Regions from separate parts of the Mus musculus genome. Here region 2 is linked to region 1. A link is a contact called in public Hi-C data. All regions are on one chromosome and are shown on one strand. Each heading gives the region's core, a stretch centred on a gene start, on an enhancer-like site or on the middle of the called end of the contact. The rest is flanking DNA. Distances are from core to core; before and after follow the strand shown. Region 1 overlaps Vps13b (vacuolar protein sorting 13B). Region 2 overlaps Rgs22 (regulator of G-protein signalling 22).

Region 1 (4,749 bases), core at 32-2,531:
CCAGATGTGTGCCAGGAAGAAGAGAAACAAGCAAGTTTCAATGTCACCATTTCAAATTGGTCCCCAGAAAGTATTTAAAATTGCCACATGTAACTCAGTGCCTTACTGAGGTTGTTATATAATAATTGAAGCCCACAGTGAGGACTGCAGTTCTAGCTGCACAGATTTTTCTTTAGATAAGCACTCTGTTAATGAGAATTTATTTATAGCATGTCTTTGGTTGACCAAACACTTTACCTCCTTTTTTATTCTCCATATTAACAGTATTGGTGTTAAATTTTAGTGGCTACCCAGCAAGAACCTTTATACCACCTTCTCTCAGGGCTCCCCACCTAGAAACAATCAGAACAGGACAGTAAACAACTGAGAGTTCCAAGGGCAGGAGAAATGCGTTTCCCCTAAATGCGCCCCCTTTTTGCCCTGTTGGGGACACGAGTGTTATGAAGCACTTGAAAGCCCAAAGACTTCTGTAGCTACTTCAAGCTATGTGGCTCCAAGTCTGTGAGGCCACCAGGGCTTTTGCACGCGCTTTAATTTATGTTTGGAAACTGTGGGCCTGCAGAATTGGCACAGGCTTTGCTTACACATGCCAGATCCACCTCACTTCCCCGAATGCCACACACACTTCTGTGCCCTAGAGCCTACCTGGGAAAAGACGGCTACCTCCATGTCCCAGTTCTGCCACGGTCCCCTAAGCCCTGGCTCTTCCACCCACCAAGGGAACTGCTGCCCAGCTGAACTGATGCTGTTGTGCTGAGTCCACCTCTATTTTTCACACCAGGAGGAAGGGGAGGAGCTGGAGCTTTCAGAATCCCAACAGAACAGGCCTATACTAGTTAGATCAAGAGCAAACGAGGAGGTACACTTGTGGAGTCCCTTGGACATCAAACCTGCTACCAGAAGTTGGGTTTTTATTTGGGACTTGCAGATTGACAGATTCAAGTTTAATTGCTTCCTGGTTTGATTATCTGCTCTGACAAGAAAAGCTGGCCCCAAGCACTGTGCAGGTCTCACTTGTAGATACCCCAGCAGCATGGTGTCCTAGCTTAAACCTATACCACTACTGTGAACAACAACAAAAGCAACAAGCCTGCATTGTGTGATAAGCTGCCATCAAAATAGATTAGTAGCAAGTGCCCTTGATTCCAGGGCAAGTCAGAAGAGGAGAAGAAAGCACTCAGTAGTTCCTTGTTTCTTCAGGACAGGCCTCCCACAGCTTAGAGCATGGAAACCGCTGCGAGGCCCCACTCAGGCCTGGCTCAGTCCACAGTGTGTGCCCCACCCACAGTGCCCTCCTGCCTCCTCCACTCACTTCATCACATTATAGCACTCTCCGTGTGGCCACCTACTCCACAGGCCCGTTGCCAACAGACAGTTCTTGAGATCGGTTTCCACTACCCAAAGCCTTAGAGTAGAGAGCATGACAGTAAGTAATTTAACAGTTATGGGACTTGGCCTCCTAAAGCCCTGAGAAGCTGCCTCCCTCCAGCCAGATTTACAGACGATGGGATTGCTGTTCATCTTCAGAGCCTCTGTTCTCAATACTATTATTAGTACAAAGCAGGAGCCCATGGCACCTGGTGGTCAGTGAGCTGTCTGAGGGTGGCTGGTACCATTGTAGTCTGGGACTGGACTGGAGGCAAGTGACCTGACGAATCCTTCTCTAACAGGCAGGATATACCACTTTGTCTTAGAGTGAGTCTTTTCTGGCTGTCCCAGTAGTGCGTCTATCAAAGCCACTGCAATTGGAGCCTTCAGTAAATACAAAAAGGCAGAAATCAAGGGAGTTTCACTGAGGTACCTCTTTACACTAAAGGGGACAGAAGCGAGCACCCCATGTGGGTATTATCATCTATAAAGGGCATGTTCCTTACATAGGTTAGGTCTGACACATGATAGGGAAATGGAGGAAGATCCTAAATGAGGCAGACACCTACCCCCAACCCAAGTCAATAGCAGCTATCATGAAAGCCACACTTGGAAAAGGGCTTCCCAGCAGAAACATTGGCAACAATTTGCTGTACTTCCAATTACTTACCTGAGCTCTTAGGTGCAGACATAAGGACCGGGAAGTCAAAGCTACCCTTGCCTCTGTAATGACTCAGAAACACTCCACAAACCACTGCGAAACAAAGACTCCAAGCCCAGGGCTTGTTGCTCGTTCAAGTGGAGAGCAGACAAGCCCGCCATCCTTCAGCTGAAGGATTCTTCTCAACCACTGACAGCCCAGTTGCCTAGGCTGCTTTCTAGCACTCCTGCGTGACACTGTGCTTAGGAGCACAGACACACTGGGCCACTGGAAGCTGTTGTCTCCCTCAGTCCATCACTTCTTTAGGCTGGGGTAGTATTACCCTAGGCTGTCGCCTCTGGCAAATTCCTAATCTGCCAATTCATAAACTTAAATGTCTCTGTTAAAAACCAAGTGGCTGCAACCTGTGAAAAGCCATGCCCTTGGATATGATCTGAAGGAACTAGTCTTTTATTTCAGTGTATTTTGCTCAATGAAGTGTTGCTTGAAATTAGCAGGTCATTAACGGAGACCTGGAAATCTCCTTTTACCCCCAGAGACTTTGAATTGGTGCCATTTGGAATAATGGGATTTGACATGCACTAAAATCTCTACCAAGGGGTTGTACATTTGCATTATTCCTGCCAGGGTCAGTCTGAAAACAAGGAGCTGTCAGGAATTATAAATACAATCTCTGCTGAGTTGAGGAGCCCTCTGCTGTGTGGTGAAGTCAGGACCCACAAGCCCTTTCCTGACCTTTTCAATAACCCCTGAAGTTAGACAATGAATGGGTGGCAGAGGGACGCCTTTCATTTGTAACCTGCCTTCAGTTCACTCCAATGGTAAATCAGCACAGCAGTGTGTGAGGCAGGCAGTGGTGTCCTGGCTACTCTGAAGTCAAGAGTACAGCCAAACCTCAAATCAAGTCAGAAATACTGTTTTTTCAATATTAGCAAGGAACCTGTTTGATAAACTGCATAAGCAAATAACTCAAACTCCTTGGACTCAAATCCCGGCCCAGCCACTCAATAGTTGTGCGGCCTTGGGAAAATCCCTCAACCTCTTGGCCTTACTAATAGGATTGTAAGGATTAAATGACCTCACATGGATGGAGGCCTTTGTACAATGCTCAGTTCATAAACACTTAATAGGCAAGCCATAACAAAAATAATCTGTCAATAATTACTTTCATTAAATATTAGCAGTGATAATGTTGAATTATTAGAAAATAATTGTTTTAAGTTGGGAGAAGAGAACTAGGTCAGTGAATAGGAGTGCCTGCCGTGGAATCCTAAGGACCTCAGTTGAAATCCCCAGTAGCCCTGTAAAATAGCAGGGCATAGCTACTAACTATAGCCCAACAAAGGGGAGGGACAAGCAGATAGATCCTGGGCGCTCATTGGCCCACCAGCCTAGCCCAAACCACAAGCTTCAGAAGCTATGGACTCCCTGTCTCAAGGAAGTAAGGCAGGAAGCACTAGAGGAAAGCACCTCCACAGGTACCCTTCTCCACACCCACACAGTCAAGTCTATTAGGCTATGCAGGCTCTCATGACAATGCTCTCTCCCAAACCTGTGCCCTTCTTTCTGCAGAAAAGCGCACGGGTAACACTCTGGAATAGTCTCGAACGTCTAGGTCCTAGCTTGTGAACCAAACCCAATCTCAGCATTGTTTATGAGGAACCCTCTAGTATAGCTGTCCCTCAGCGTACTTAGATTATAAGTAAATAAGACCGCCTAAGGAGGGTAGAGAGTCATTTCACTCTAGGGCAAACTGAGCTCCAGACTAAGAGTATCTAAGCTCTGTCCTCACTGAACGCTTTTGTTATTTCAGGTGCAATTGCTGGGATAGTTGATCAGCCAATGCAGAACTTTCAGAAAACATCTGAGACCCAGGCTTCAGCAGGACATAAGGCCAAAGGTGTCATCTCAGGCGTGGGGAAAGGAATCATGGGGGTATTCACCAAACCCATTGGGGGAGCTGCAGAACTTGTGTCACAGACTGGCTACGGTGAGTAGGTTTAAGAAAAATAAACAATCAGGCCAACTCAATAATGTGCATTCCTACTTGGGTCCTCTGAATCTAGCCTTTCACATGGGCACAAGGTGAGACAGCAAATGAATAAACAATAGCTCACTTTTCTGTATCCCAGTGTTTACTTACAGAGTATGAACACTACCAAGCAGTAACATCAATGAGTAATTTCAGATATTCCATGCCAGTTTTTTACAGTGCAATTAATAGATTTTAATTTAAAATATTTATTTATTTTGTTAATAAAAATAACAAGTTAGAAATTCCAAACAGCATGGTAACAGAAAAGGATGATTACTCTCTTCTGGGATAAATTGGGGTGGACAGACCTTCCTAAGTCAGAAGGACATCTGTGGAGAGAAGGAGAAGGCATGCACGCTCATCTTTGGGATCAGCTGCATCTTCCAGTTCTAAGTCTTCTGGCCAATGGGCGTAAAGGCACATAGTGTGCAGCTAAAATCCCTTTTCCCAAGCAGATGCTGGGAGACCTGGGGTTTGCTGTAGAGTTTCAGGACATTCCCCCAAATGTACTTGTGTCTTCCCTTGCTTTCTTTCTGCACTCTCAGCAGAGCACATTAAAGTACCTTGCAGTAAACATGTGATTAGAATTATCTTTCTACTTAAAACTTGATGTATCCAGGCAAGAGACGAGCTAGCTGACATCTCAGACCACAGGAAGGGCCACCCACTTGTCAGAGAGCACATC
Region 2 (4,675 bases), core at 146-2,645, 120 kb after region 1:
AAATAATACAGGAAATCAGACATGTTCCAAAAGTAGCAATCAAGTCCTTAATTAAACTAAAACCACCAACTCCCATTTTTTTTTGATTTGGCTACTGAAATGTGTGCTGTGGATGTAATAGAATTTGACAGCTTTCCCCTCAGACTCTGCATTTTTGTCTCTCTTTTTCCCCTCCCCCTCCAATGGCCCCATTACTTTTAGAAAAATTACTGGCTGACTTACATGTAACTATATTGTTAAAAATTTTTAATAGTCATTACAGTTTGGGGCCAGTGAGAAAAGAGAACAGAATAATCAGGATGCTATTGTTAGATATAGTTACAATGTGACTTATGGTGATTTACATTGTTACATTGTTACATTGTGATTTATTGTGCTTGCATTATTTTTACTACTTCTTTTATTCTTTGGATTATAATAGTTTTAAGAAAAATCAACAATTCTATCATTTAAGTTGAAGATTTACTTTAACTCTATCCTGGTAAGATTATGCTTTTATATGGAATGCTTTTAACCCATTTTAAATGAATAGTTATATTGCTTCTTAACATATTCATGTTGCAATGTTAGGAATGGAAGTCAGTGCCTCGCGCATGTAAGGCAAGTGCTCAACCACTCCACGTCACCCGTGGATACCAACAATCATTTTATTGTTTTGACACAGAACGTCATTCTGTAGCCCTGGCTGGCCCAGAACTCACTATGAAGACCAGGCTGGCCTCACCTTCGCCTGCCTCTGATTCTTGAGTGCTGGGATATTTTTGTTTTCTTCTTAATAATGAAATTCTTCTGACTGAAGATTTATTTTATACATCATAAAATCTACAAGTGCCCATGATATTTTAATAATGCTTAAAGATATTTTATCTACATCTATTTTATACTGTAGCAATTTTGGAGCAAACTTTAAAAAATATTTTACTCAATTCAAGTCACATATTCAACCTCTTTTACCCTCTTAATTTCAAAAAGCAAATAGGTTTTATTAAATTTACCAAATGTATATATTGAAAATAGATTTGAATCCTGTTGGGATTCCCCAGAGTCACTGTCATTAAGTAGGCAACGATGCAAGGACACAGTGCTCCCAAAGTACCATTGTAGCGGGACAAATAAATTATAGCAGTGACTAAATGCCATTACTGACAAGGCATTAAATAAGTTCTTGGAACGAACTGCATGTGACCATCAGTACAAATGTTGGACACAGTTTTGCAAGAAGTACCCTAGGAACTTGAGGGAGGAAAGAGTAATGAATTCCGCCTGGAGAGGGGTAGCCTGCGCTGCAGCTGAAAGGGAAAAGCACCAGGCCGTGGTGAGTGGTGGCCATTAACCCAAGCGCAGGCATAGATGCCTGTCACTCCTTAGCAAGGCAGAGCCATGCTCTCTGCACAAACACTTAAGACTCTTAGCATCTGCTCCGCATTAAGATTACAACCCTATAAATAGGAACAAGTATGGATTAAAGTGGGATGTTTATTTAAAACCCACTCAACAAAGACTGTTTTAAGGCCTGATTCTTAAGACACTAAAACTTAGCCATTTAACTAAAACCTGTAATTTAAATAAATAGAAAATAATGCAAAATATAGATCATAATAATATAAAATATATGCTCATTATACTTAGTATTTCAATAAAAATATAACAAAAACAAACCTTTCAAAAGATCGCCTCCCTTCAAGAGGCAGCCGGGAAGAGAGCTTCCTGGCAGACCCAAGCATCCTCTGACTTTAGGAGAAACCTTTATCTTTGCTCTAATTTGAACGAACCACCTAGGCCTCAGTTTTCATGACCCAGAGGGTAACCCTCTGGAGCCTGCAGACTCACTAACAGGACTATGCTCATCATACTTGCTAAAAGCACAATAAGCCATTATACAAAAGCATCCCATTACAGCGATTTTAATCATCTACAAAATCACAGTTGCTGTAGTTGCTTTCAAGCTAAGCTATAATTTGAAGTTCAAGGGTGGGGGTTGGGGGGGATAAGAATGATGTAATTCACTGGTGCCTCTTGTGACATGTTCTTTCTATATAATCCACTCTCCTGATAAGTAAATGACCACGTGCTGTAAGCACAGCTCGTGTGACAAACCCAGGCTTTCATGACTAAATAGACATATATATGTCCCCAGTGCTGGGGACCAAACCTGGGGCCTCAAGGGAAAAGCACACGTTTAAAGGTCAGCCGTATGCTCCATGGTTGAGAGGGCAGGAGCTCTGAGGAACAGGGCACACTTCCACAACCGGCCTGCAGAAGGAGGTTTAGATAATGATGGTCAGGGACAAGTCGGGGGCGGGGAGCACCACTGGGGTGGGGAGAGCACGTGTGTGTGTGTGTGTGTGTGTGTGTGTGTGTGTGTGTGTGTGTGTGAGTGTGTGTGAGTGTGTGTGAGTGTGTGTGTGTGTGTGCGCGCACGCGCGCATGTAATACTTTGTTTGAGGGAGTAGAATTTATAAGAGGAAGAATATAATTACTTGCCTTCCAAACTCCAATTTTCCTGTCGTGCCTCTGCAGTAACAGCTCATCCGCTATGTCTTTCATCTGTGTCTGAAGCAGAACCAATTATTTTATCAACATATTCAGAATTGTGTTTTAACAGCTAAGAAACAAGGCAAAGGTTAGGTTAGATAGGGAAGGAAGGACCTACAGTCAGTGTTTCAGGCGGCTCCTCATCGAGACCATCACTAAGTGCACTGCTCTGAATGTAGGCAACAGAGTGCATGTAGAACTGTCCTCATGCCAAAATGGAAGCCATAGAGGGCATGACAGCTGGTGCTGTCCAGCCATTTTGTATTTCCCGTAAGTGAAGAGAGCCATGATTCACGGGACACAGAAGGGTGTCTTCCACACACATGGGTTCCTCTATAGATGCAATAACCTCAGATGCAAAATGTCCAAATAAGAAAACTCAGTCTGTATCAAGCATGTATAGGTGTTTGCCCCTTATATATATTTTTTCCAGATGCATTTAACATTTATAGTGTATTATGATTTTATAAGTATGCTAAAGATGATATAAAGTATAATGGGAAATATATGTAATCATATGCAAACACAGCCTCATTTTATTGATGGGATTTAATCATCTTCAGGTTTTTCGTATTCTATAGGTCCTCTGGATACCAGGGAACAATTATATTTGGGGGGGGGGGCTTCTGATTATAAATAATATCTCCCTTTTTTAGGGTACTACCTCTGCCAAATCTATGCTATGTCTTTCTTTCATTATCCATAACAGATCTTCCTAGCAGCTGATCTATAAAGGCCAGGTCTATAAATCAAACCAATGTTACAGCTGGAACCCCGGGTACACGCATGTAAGGGAAACTGTGCTACCAGCCTTCTTGCCACACTTGTCTTTGTGACAGCCACAGGTTGGAGGAAAAGAGAGCTGATCTTTCTTGCTAGATTCCCAGAGCTGTCCCTGACTATACCTTTACTAAAGCTGGGATGCCAGCCCCTCTCCTAAGCACATGAATGCCTGCCAGCATCCTTCATTAAGAACTCTCGCTGCTTTTGCACCTTTGGCTGAAGACTGCTAGAATCAGTTTGTTATGTTGGCCACCAAAGAATTCCAAGTCAGGAAATGACTACAAGTTACAATAACATGACTGGGATAAAGATAATGAGAAAATGTGGTAAATAATATCAGTAAGCCAAATGTTACTTTGCTTGGGTTTGGAGAGAGATCTGGAATTTCCCTAAAGTCAGAGACTGAGGAGTCTCTAGTTTTCCCAAAGCTTAGAAACATCTTGCTAAGTGAGTCAGCTCTTCCCAGTATACTATAAATTCTGTGACTAACTACACTTTTCCCCTAACTTGTTCAGCTCAAAAAACTAAGGATATCTCCAGATAAGTTAGATCCAAGGAGTTTGACAAATTGAAAAATAAGATAGAGGAACATTTTTCTTTTTTCTGATCAGCATTAATGATTATATTTAAAAATCAAAATTATACAAAATAAGTTAACCTCTTTTTATGTATACTGATGATGTTTTAAACAACCAAAGTAATATTTACCTCATATAAATAAAATCAAAGCAAAGCAAACAAACATGATTTACAAAATAAAAAATAAAAGTCCTCACTCTTCAAATTAATTCTCTAGGAAGAAGATCTTTCCAGAAGCTTTTTTTTTTTTCATAAATACAAACATCCAAAATACAGTGGATGGATATGCATGGATATGTGTTTGAAGACACAGATGCAGACATAATAGGTTATCTAGAGACACAGTGGATGGATATGCATGGATATGTGTATGAAGACAGGGTCATCTCCTGTGTACTGTTCTGCACCCTCTTAGTTTCTCAGTAAATAACACCTTTCATGTCAGTATGTGTGGACAACTCATTTTTACATTAAAGATTTATTTATTTTATTTATATGAGTATACTTTAGTTGTCCTCAGATACACCAGAAGAGGGAATTGGATCCCATTACAGATGGTTGTGAGCCACCATGTGGTTGCTGGGAATTGAACTCTGGACCTCTGGAAAAGCAACCTATGCTCTTAACCGCTAAGCCATCTCCCTCATTTTTATATTAAAACCACATTTTAAAATCTTATTTTATATGGGAATTCAAAGAGCTTTCCATAGAACTGGGTTATTGTTAACTCATTAAGTATCCTTCCATGTGATGCTGCAACAACGAATGGTCTTGTATA

What was found. Hi-C and Micro-C count contacts between places; a contact is called where the count stands out from the background.
Region 2: a contact with region 1 is called in a Hi-C map of rod photoreceptor, with 2.4 times the contacts expected there. The contact joins two enhancer-like sites. A contact is called at or near these places in 2 of 39 promoter capture datasets (frontonasal cranial neural crest and macrophages), 1 of 484 Hi-C or Micro-C datasets (rod photoreceptor), 2 of 115 datasets of contacts at active chromatin or transcription factors (both in embryonic stem cells) and 1 of 9 other capture datasets (pancreatic islet).

The regions. Positions count from the first base shown.
Region 1 is chr15:35,919,345-35,924,093 of GRCm38.p6, forward strand. Vps13b (vacuolar protein sorting 13B) reads left to right here. Exons shown (of 62, transcript NM_177151.4): 59 at 3,843-4,019. Among named protein-coding and RNA genes, the nearest start is that of Cox6c, 17 kb to the right of the region's middle. Within about 2 kb of position 1,282, at least 15 of the 459 cell types and tissues checked have an H3K27ac peak or open chromatin away from gene starts, as enhancers often do. A contact at or near this core is called in rod photoreceptor, where this site is marked.
Region 2 is chr15:36,040,721-36,045,395 of GRCm38.p6, forward strand. Rgs22 (regulator of G-protein signalling 22) reads right to left here. Exons shown (of 28, transcript NM_001195748.1): 20 at 2,485-2,553. Among named protein-coding and RNA genes, the nearest start is that of Rgs22, 97 kb to the right of the region's middle. Within about 2 kb of position 1,396, at least 6 of the 459 cell types and tissues checked have an H3K27ac peak or open chromatin away from gene starts, as enhancers often do. A contact at or near this core is called in rod photoreceptor, where this site is marked.